Regions from separate parts of the Hordeum vulgare genome. Here region 2 is linked to region 1. Evidence: chromatin contacts called from public Hi-C data. All regions are on one chromosome and are shown on one strand. Each heading gives the region's core, a stretch centred on a gene start, on an enhancer-like site or on the middle of the called end of the contact. The rest is flanking DNA. Distances are from core to core; before and after follow the strand shown.

Evidence for each region. A called contact is a pair of places that touch in the nucleus more often than the background predicts.
Region 2: a contact with region 1 is called in a Hi-C map of seedling, with 2.4 times the contacts expected there. The contact joins two enhancer-like sites. A contact is called at or near these places in 2 of 6 Hi-C or Micro-C datasets (leaf and seedling).

Annotation. Positions count from the first base shown.
Region 1 is chr1H:395,970,727-395,974,940 of MorexV3_pseudomolecules_assembly, reverse strand. No RefSeq gene overlaps it. Among protein-coding and RNA genes, the nearest start is that of LOC123440143, 32 kb to the left of the region's middle. Within about 2 kb of position 2,455, at least 3 of the 3 cell types and tissues checked have open chromatin away from gene starts, as enhancers often do. A contact at or near this core is called in leaf and seedling, where this site is marked.
Region 2 is chr1H:396,249,334-396,253,547 of MorexV3_pseudomolecules_assembly, reverse strand. No RefSeq gene overlaps it. Among protein-coding and RNA genes, the nearest start is that of LOC123440143, 250 kb to the right of the region's middle. Within about 2 kb of position 1,802, at least 3 of the 3 cell types and tissues checked have open chromatin away from gene starts, as enhancers often do. A contact at or near this core is called in leaf and seedling, where this site is marked.

The DNA of each region.
Region 1 (4,214 bases), core at 1,206-3,705:
TCCAATCGGGCACACGTAACTCTACATATATTTTACACCATTGACGGAATATGAAATGACAATGAATGGTACAACATGAAAGGTTGGTTTTTTCCCCCGGTTCATGCCATCCTCTCTTGGGCAAGCCTTTCTACAGGGTGTTCCGGCGGTGGTGGGAAGCTCGCATTGGATCGAGAGGGGTAGGGTTGGGTGATAGCAATCTATGGAGAAGCTCGCATTAGGAGAGGGGTGGTGGGATGTTTGGCGGAGACTAAGGCCCTGTTTGGGACCACTCTGCTTCATAAAAAGCAATTCCGCTCCATCGAATCCACTTTGCAGCAGTTTCATACAAAAGTTGTAGCTCTTTCAAAGAGAATATTTGACTTTTATCCGGCTCCAGCTTCACGAATGAAAATTTTGGTGGAAAGGGTCTATTTGATTGGATGAGAGGGGAGAAACGAAGGGGTATCCACTTACTGGTGGCAGTGGTGGGAAATTTTGCTCCAACTCCAGCTTTTACAATTTTATGAAGCACCTCCTAGAGAGCTTCATAAAAAACAAGAAGTTGGACCCCAGATTCTAGTTTTTTTGTGAAGTTGTATGTCGCGGAGCTACCCCGAACGGAGCTGAATTTTCTAAAGTAGAGCAGTTCCAAACAGACCCTAAAATCTATTGTTGTGAAGCGGAAATCTTGGTTGGATGGAGCGCCAGTCGGTATGAGGGCTTGAGCTCAAGGGGATGCTCTTGTCAACCACAAGAACGCCGCTTCTACGTCGATAGTGCGTCGGTGGGACTCTCACGTAGGGAAGATTGAAGCCGGGGTAGTGTTTTCATGCGGTGTGGGTGGGTCCACTTCTCCCGTCGACGACTCAATATCTTCGGATGTTGTTGTCCATACATCGTGTGTCCTCCGGCACGACACTCACTTTGCTTCTACACTAACCAGGTTTCGTTGCGCATGCCTACCGAGCTCTGTTATGACGTTTTATGATGATACCGACCTTTGTAAACTTTATTTACCCAATCTTGTGTTCACGTGTGCAGTTTCATGCTATCAAAGTGGTTCAACCTAGTTTATGTTATGCTTTTGTTTACGGGTGTAATTTGAATCTGGCGCCCATTCTAAGTACCGCTTTCTGAAGAAACGTTACAAGATTTCCACTAATTATTGTCTGGAGTAGTGATTGCTCTCACCAAAAAGATTATCATCGATCACTTAAAATAGGCTTGGGCGGTACATATGATTATACTCTCGTCACGGCCTTTCGGCCTGTGCATATGTAACTTTCGCGTGTCCTGTCAGGTAGTAGCTTCTACAAGCAGCCGGCGCTGGCGAGGACGAGCTCCAGGTGTCGATCGGGATCTTGTTAATCAGCGGTGGTGGTGGTGGTAGAGTATAACAACAACACTGTGTCTCCGTGATGGTGCGGTGCAAGGATGGACGTCCGTCCGTCCTGATCCGCTTGGCTTATCCCTCACGCATGCCGTTGCGCGAGCGAGGCATATGCATATGCAAGGTCATGTATGCCTATGACGCGATGCCTGGACGGAGACGGAGACGGGGACGGCGACGGATCCGATTAAGAAACTCAGGCCGGTCGTTATGTTAGGTACCAGTATACGTACGTAGGACAGTGCACGCACTCAAACTTTCTTCACCTCCCCTTTTCTTTTTCTGTTGTTGTGGGTGAGCCTGAGGAGACGTCGTCGTTGGTTCCGGTACGTGATGAGAGCCGGCGCACGCGACTTGGTTTGTGCCGCCGATCGAGCCGAGCCGTCCATGGACGGGACGTTGAGATGCATGGTTCGTCGAGTTTGCTGACCGCGCGGGTCTGTTTCTACGATGGGTGGCCGACTGTTTCGGGGGTGTTTGATTTCAATGAACTAGGTTTTTTTTTTATTCACGGATTAGGAAAAAGATCCTCGAGTAAAGCCTTTTTCTAGTCCCTTAAGATAAAATTCTTTCTGTTTGGTTACATAAGGACTAAAAGAGACTTTTTCTAGTCTAACTCGTGTAACAGAACATGGCCTTTGTTCGAGCGATCGGTTAGCTTTAGCTAGCTAGGCCGGCGTAGCGCGCCTGCAATTCGGGCGCACGTAACCGTGTCGTGAGCCGACTCTTTTCTTTGCCCTTGGGAACGGAGCAACGGCTCCCGTCGTCAGCGCCATCAACTTTCGGGTTGCGCGGTCAGTTATCGCGTGCTCACATACGTCTGTGATACGTGACGGCGCGCTCCCTCCGGTGCCGTGCCACCAGTGTGTGATAAGGTGATATGCGTTGCTGTTGCCTAAAAACTTGGAGCTAGCTAGCTGCGCCTGCGCCTCCGCCTCCGCACGGGCATGGGTTCTTGCTACGTGTGAATTCCATGGGATGGATGTACGGCGGGTCCAGGGCCAGAGCTAGGGGCTGGGAGGGGGGTGGTTGCTATCTCAAGTTGCCGCAGCTGCTAACGACAACCTGCTGCTGGCTACGCACCATACAGGTGAGCCGCCATCCGTCAAACGGCAGAACCAGCGCAGAAACCGCCTCAGCTGGGTGTACGTACCTGGCCTAAAAGGTTGGCACGCATGTTGGTTGTTCCTTCCGTTGCGCATGCTAGCTAGTCTAAATATATGCATAAATTTGCAACTTGAGCATGTCATATTGGATAGTAGCACGAAAAATATACAGGTTGGCGGGACCATTTTCCGTCCGTGACAAAGAAAAAGGCGAGAAAAAGTGACAATGAAGTAAAGGGTCCAGATTGGAACGTGCGGCCCGGACGGCCATGGAACCGTGGCAGACCTTTCGTCCTTTGTGTCGCCGCCGGCGCCGGCCCAGCGCGGCTACTTACCTCTTCTTTCGGAGAACGTCGCCGATTACACCTTTTTCTTTTTAGTATAGAATGTGGCTCTGAATACAGGGAGCTCCTTTTTTTTTTTGAGAATGAATACATGAAGCTTTTTTTATCGACAAACTCCGAGGCTTTTTATTCAAAAGTCACAATGTTTACAGGGAGCTCCTAATCAGCGTTGTAGGCGCCCGTTGGTGCTCCTGGGGCTCGCTAGCCACGCATAACGGGCCTGCCCAGTAACCTCTGCTAAAAAGAAAACATGAAGAGAAAAAGACATTAATCATGATCGAAATAGGGATCACTGGGACTCGAACTAGGCACCACAACGCTGACAATCCTAACGCAATGACGAGAGCTCCTTTTGGACGCTAAAACCGTCGCTTGCCACTAGAGCAAGCGATAGCAAATGTCTAAGCTGGAGTACTACATTTGGAGTAATATGTACACCGGCAAATCTATTTCTTTTTAAATGAACATTCCTTAGGAAAAAAATCTGAACAATTTTCTTTCAAAAAATTTATTAATGTGTGAAAATTGCGAATTTTTTTGGAAATTCAAACAACCTTTAAAACATGACAAAACAAATTGAAATTAAAAATGTTGAACAATTTTTAAATATACATTGAACATTTAAATAAATATGTGCTGAAGAATTTTTAGATACACACTGAAATTTCTTGTCATATACACTGAACAAAATATTAATTTAAAATACATCTTAAGAAAATTGTCATATATGTTAAATAGTAATATTTAAGTATACATTGAACATTTTTTTATATATTCTTAATAAATGTTAAAATACACAATGAACTTTTTTTTCAAATATGTTGAACATTTTCTTAATATACAGGGTGAATATGTCTTAAATAAAAAATGAACAGTTTTGTATGAAATACATAATAATATTTGTATAAATACAAGAAAAAGGAAAGCAATGAAAAAGGAAGACTAAAACGCAAGATGGAAACAAAATATAAAAATTAATAGAAACATAAACAAGTACAGGAAAAAATGTCAGTTGGCCGGCCCGAACCAAGATGTAGGGAGCCGAACTTCAGCGAAGACTCGTCCTTTTGACTCTCATGAGCGTCAAATAGGATCTGCCCGCAATAACCACTAGACCAAATTAGTTATGGTGTCGACTACTCCCTCTTTTTCAAAATATAAGGTGACGTTTGACTTTTTTTGTCTTTGTTGCACAACTTTTACTATAATTTAACATGCTATATGTCTATCAAATTCGTATACAGATAAATAAAATAACTTTTTATGCCCGACAAATACAAAGATGCTATTTATACATGTTCAATCCATATACTTCGATATATACTAGTGGTCAAAGTCGTGCATCAAAGACCGTACAAAGTCAACTGCACCTTATATTTTGGGAAAAAGGAA
Region 2 (4,214 bases), core at 553-3,052, 280 kb before region 1:
CGATCCTCGCCGCCTTTTTCGGTTCTCGTCTTCGTGCTCCTTCACGGCAATGTCCATCACCAACGTCTGCCGGTGATAGTTGACAAGTAGCGTCTCAACATCCGATTCATCTGAATCGTACGAATAGTCGAGCAAAAACTTCTCGCACGGGCTCAATCCCATCTAAATTCACAAATATGCGCGCCCCGTTAACCAACCATGCATACCGCTCGGCACAAGCACAAGTACATACTCACCGGCTGCTCGGGGGCGGTGGCTCGGCTGATCCGGGGAGCCGGTGTACTGGCTCGGTTGAAGATGGTACGGGCGCCCCCGCGACGCGATTCTGCCCGCAGATTTGGCCAGAGTCGTCAACGGCAGACGGGAGAAACCAATGGCGGGCGGCGGTGAAAGAGGGTAGGGAAAGGGCGTGGGCTGAAATGTCCCTCCCGCCAACCGCTTTCCTGAGATACGGGGCACATTAGGGGTGGGGCGGAAACCTACGTTTTCACGGGTTGGGGATGGGATTTTTCCGCGCCCTAAAAATTATTACGGGACGAACGCGTTTGCGGGGTCTGGTCGGGCAACATTTTCTACGCCGACCTGTATTTTGACGATTATTTTGCGGGTCGCGGCTTTATACAGGGTCTATGAGAGATGCTCTAACAGAGCAATCATGTGAGACCGCAGAGGTGCGACAAACGATTACCGGCGATACACGGGCAACGGTTGGAGGTGTGTGACTACGTTGTGTAGGAGGAGCGTCGGGGCGGTGGGGAAGTCATGCTTCAGATAGGGCGGCTACGGCGGCCGGTTGTGCGGCCTTCGCGAAAGGTGCGGGCTACATGCGCATAGTACGTCTTTTTTTCGGGAGAAGGAGGTGGGAGCATACTGGTAATTTTAGTCATGAACACAACGTGAGGACGTCGGATGACAGAGTTTTTGTTCACTCGCCCGAAGAAATGCTAAACACACTTTGAACATGGGTTCATGCAATATTGATGGTTAAATTAAATTAAGTGCTCTGCACATAAGCATGTAATTCATTTTTGTTGTTAGGTTGTTCATAATAAAAATATCATAAATAGTAGTATTATGTATGTCAACTAGACAATTTAGATAAGGTGACATAAAATTAAATGAAAAAAAAGATTAAGTATCACCGTTCCATATTAAATGTTTGTTAGTATGTGTCATGCATGATAATAAATATACTACCATATGATACTATGCATTACGAATATAATATGATACTTAATATGATACATTAATATCGTATCCATGATACTAGCATATGATATTTCCTATTACGACTTGCCTTATGTCTAAATTAGACTGGATGCACGTAACGATGAATATGTTTTCTTGTTTAATAATAATATAGATTAAGTTATAAAATAATTATGCCCGGCTGCAGCACACATGCACAAACGCTGTATCGTGCAAGCAACGTAGCAGTGGCAACCACCATTCCCGGCGGAAGACACATCGGCGCGCTGCCGTGTCCCATCTCGGCCATCAAGCAGCACACGCTAGCCAGCTATGAAGGAACAGCAACATCATAGGAATTTAGGAAGAGCATTACGGCGGACCGCCTCAAGCCCTCGTCTCAACTCACGTCGGGATCGCGCCCCATAACGAGCCGCGCGGCGAAAAGGACGCGACCAGTCGACCACCGCCTGTCGACGAACGAATCCCCACCCCCCGACCCTGCGTCTCGCTGGACCTCCCCGGCGCCACGCACCAGCTGACACGGCACCCGCACAGCACGCGCCGCTGCCGTGACAGCCCAGGGACGGTGTCCAGGACCATCGAGGCGCGGGCGAAATGATTGCCCGCCCGAGCCCGTCGCCGTCGACCGCCCTCCGGGTCACGGGAGGTTGGGCCGCATGTGTGTGCGGATGGTCTGATCGATCGGCGAACAGTAGCGATCGGTCGGGTGCCGTCCTCGTCCACCGGCCGGGAAAGCGCGCGCGCATCTGATCGGGGACGCTGACCGGCGTTTAAACACGGGGCCCTCCGCCTGTCAGACCAAACGGTGCCCGTATGGGTTTAGGGGGTGATGATGGGGCTGAACAGTCGCGCGAATTGCCTAACTGGTGGCCGCCTAATGGGAAAAGGTCTGCCTGATGGGTGGGGACACAGATCAGGTGCATGTCACCGTGTGATTTGCGTTTAAATTTAAATTTAAACTTTGCGAAAAAATTAAAAAAAATCATGCATGTTCACAGCACATATTAAGATAACCCTTAAAAGATTCAGATCAAAATTCGAAACATACATCATGAAATAAAAAAGAGAAATCTGTCATGAATAGTCACGAATGGTTCTGTGTAGACTGTTCACATCTGAGTTTCTCTTTTTTATTTCTCAGTGTATGTTTTGAATTTTGATCTGAATTTTTTAGGGGTTATCTTAATATATGATGTGAACATGCATGATTTTTTTTCAAAATTTTTCGTAATGTTTAAATTTAAATTTAGACCGCAAGGCACACGGTGACATGCAAACGTGCATGTCACCTCATCTGTGTCCGATGGGTGGTCTCTCTCGTGAGTACTACCGCCATCTTCACTTTCAGTCAACTTTTTTTCCCGCAATAGTTTCAGTCGACTTCATTGACGCCTAGTAATAATATCACCAATCTAAACGAAAATGTCTTTTAAAGCTCGGCCTCCATGAAGATCGGTTTTTAAAAAACCCAAAATTCATCAAAATTCATATTTTTACAATTCAAAAAAAACCCTAAAAATACAGATATTCATGGAAGCGTAACACATATGTGCGTAAATTTTTATGACGAAATACGTTGAAATAAGGGTTCTGTAAAAAAGATAAATTTGAGGCTTTCTAACAGATTATACTATTCATCCTCAAAGTCCACATATTTGTCCTTTTTGTATAGATCGAATTTAAAGGTATTTTATCCTGATTTTTTATACATATATACATTTCATCCATGTATACTTGCATTTTTTCAGAATTTTTTAAAGTCAAAAAATTTAAATTTTGAATTTTTTAAAAATAAAGGGTTCCATGGAGCTCGTTCACCAAAACGTCCATACTCCAAGCTAAACATCTTACATGTTTCGTGACTAATTTTGTAGCAATGGTCTGTGCTTTGGGATCGACACACTAACACTTGATGGAGCTTTGACGAGATCATAACTGTTGCAAGCGATTGTGGCCACTTTCCTCTTGCCTCATCCATCACTCGGACAACGTCTCATCCTATAGGGATGCTCGCCACGGCTGTCCCATGGTCGTGCAGACCCGTCCCCGCGCCTCCGTTGCAAAGAAGCATTCAATCTTGATGTGGTTCATGGTCTCGTCACGATGGTCACATAGTGGGCACACACTTTGATGGGTAGGCCCCTTCTCGCTAATCTGGAGGATCGGGCTGCAGGTGGGATTGACCGCGGACGTCCCGCCATAGCCCACTTCGTCCCACCATGGTCTGGTGGGTGATAACTAACAACGCACTACAATTTAGGTGGATTAGCTGGGAATAAGTGAGATTCCACTAAAAATTTGTATAACTCACGCTCGTGAATAAGACGCTACCGCTGCACACGCTGGAGTAAGTCATGGCTGCAATGACGCCACCATCCCCGCGCCATCCAAACGGGTTGCTGGAGCCAAACCTCGACCCACAGTTCAAGCGCTTCTTGCTCGAGGCCCGCAACCTCAGGTTGCTTCAGACTTTGCTGCTCTTCGAAGTGGTCAAGGAGGAGGCGCACTCCCATCAGGGCGTAGCACAAGTGTTCATCGGCGCTCGCGTTCGGGGCACGCCGTGGAGTGACTGATAACCCACAAGTATATGGGATCACAATAGTTTCCGAGGATAGAGTATTCAATCCAAATTTATATATTCGACTCAAGGGGAAGCCAAAGAATATTCTGAAGTATTAGCAGTTGAGTTGTCAATTCAACCACACCTTAAAGATTTAGTATTTGCAGCAAAGTATCAGTAGCAGAGTAGTATTATAGCAGCAGTAGCAACAGTAACCAGTAGCAGCAAAGTAACGTAGCAGCAGTGACAGAAGTAGCAGCAGAGTAACGTAGCAAGGACCAGTAGTGAAAGACTTGTAGGCAATGGATCGATGATGGATGATTATGCCGGATGCTATTCATCATGCAACAGTTATAACACAGAGAGATAAAACTAGCTCCCGTTCATCGATCTAATGTAGGCATGTATTCCGTATGTAGTCATGCGTGCTTAGGGAAAAGAA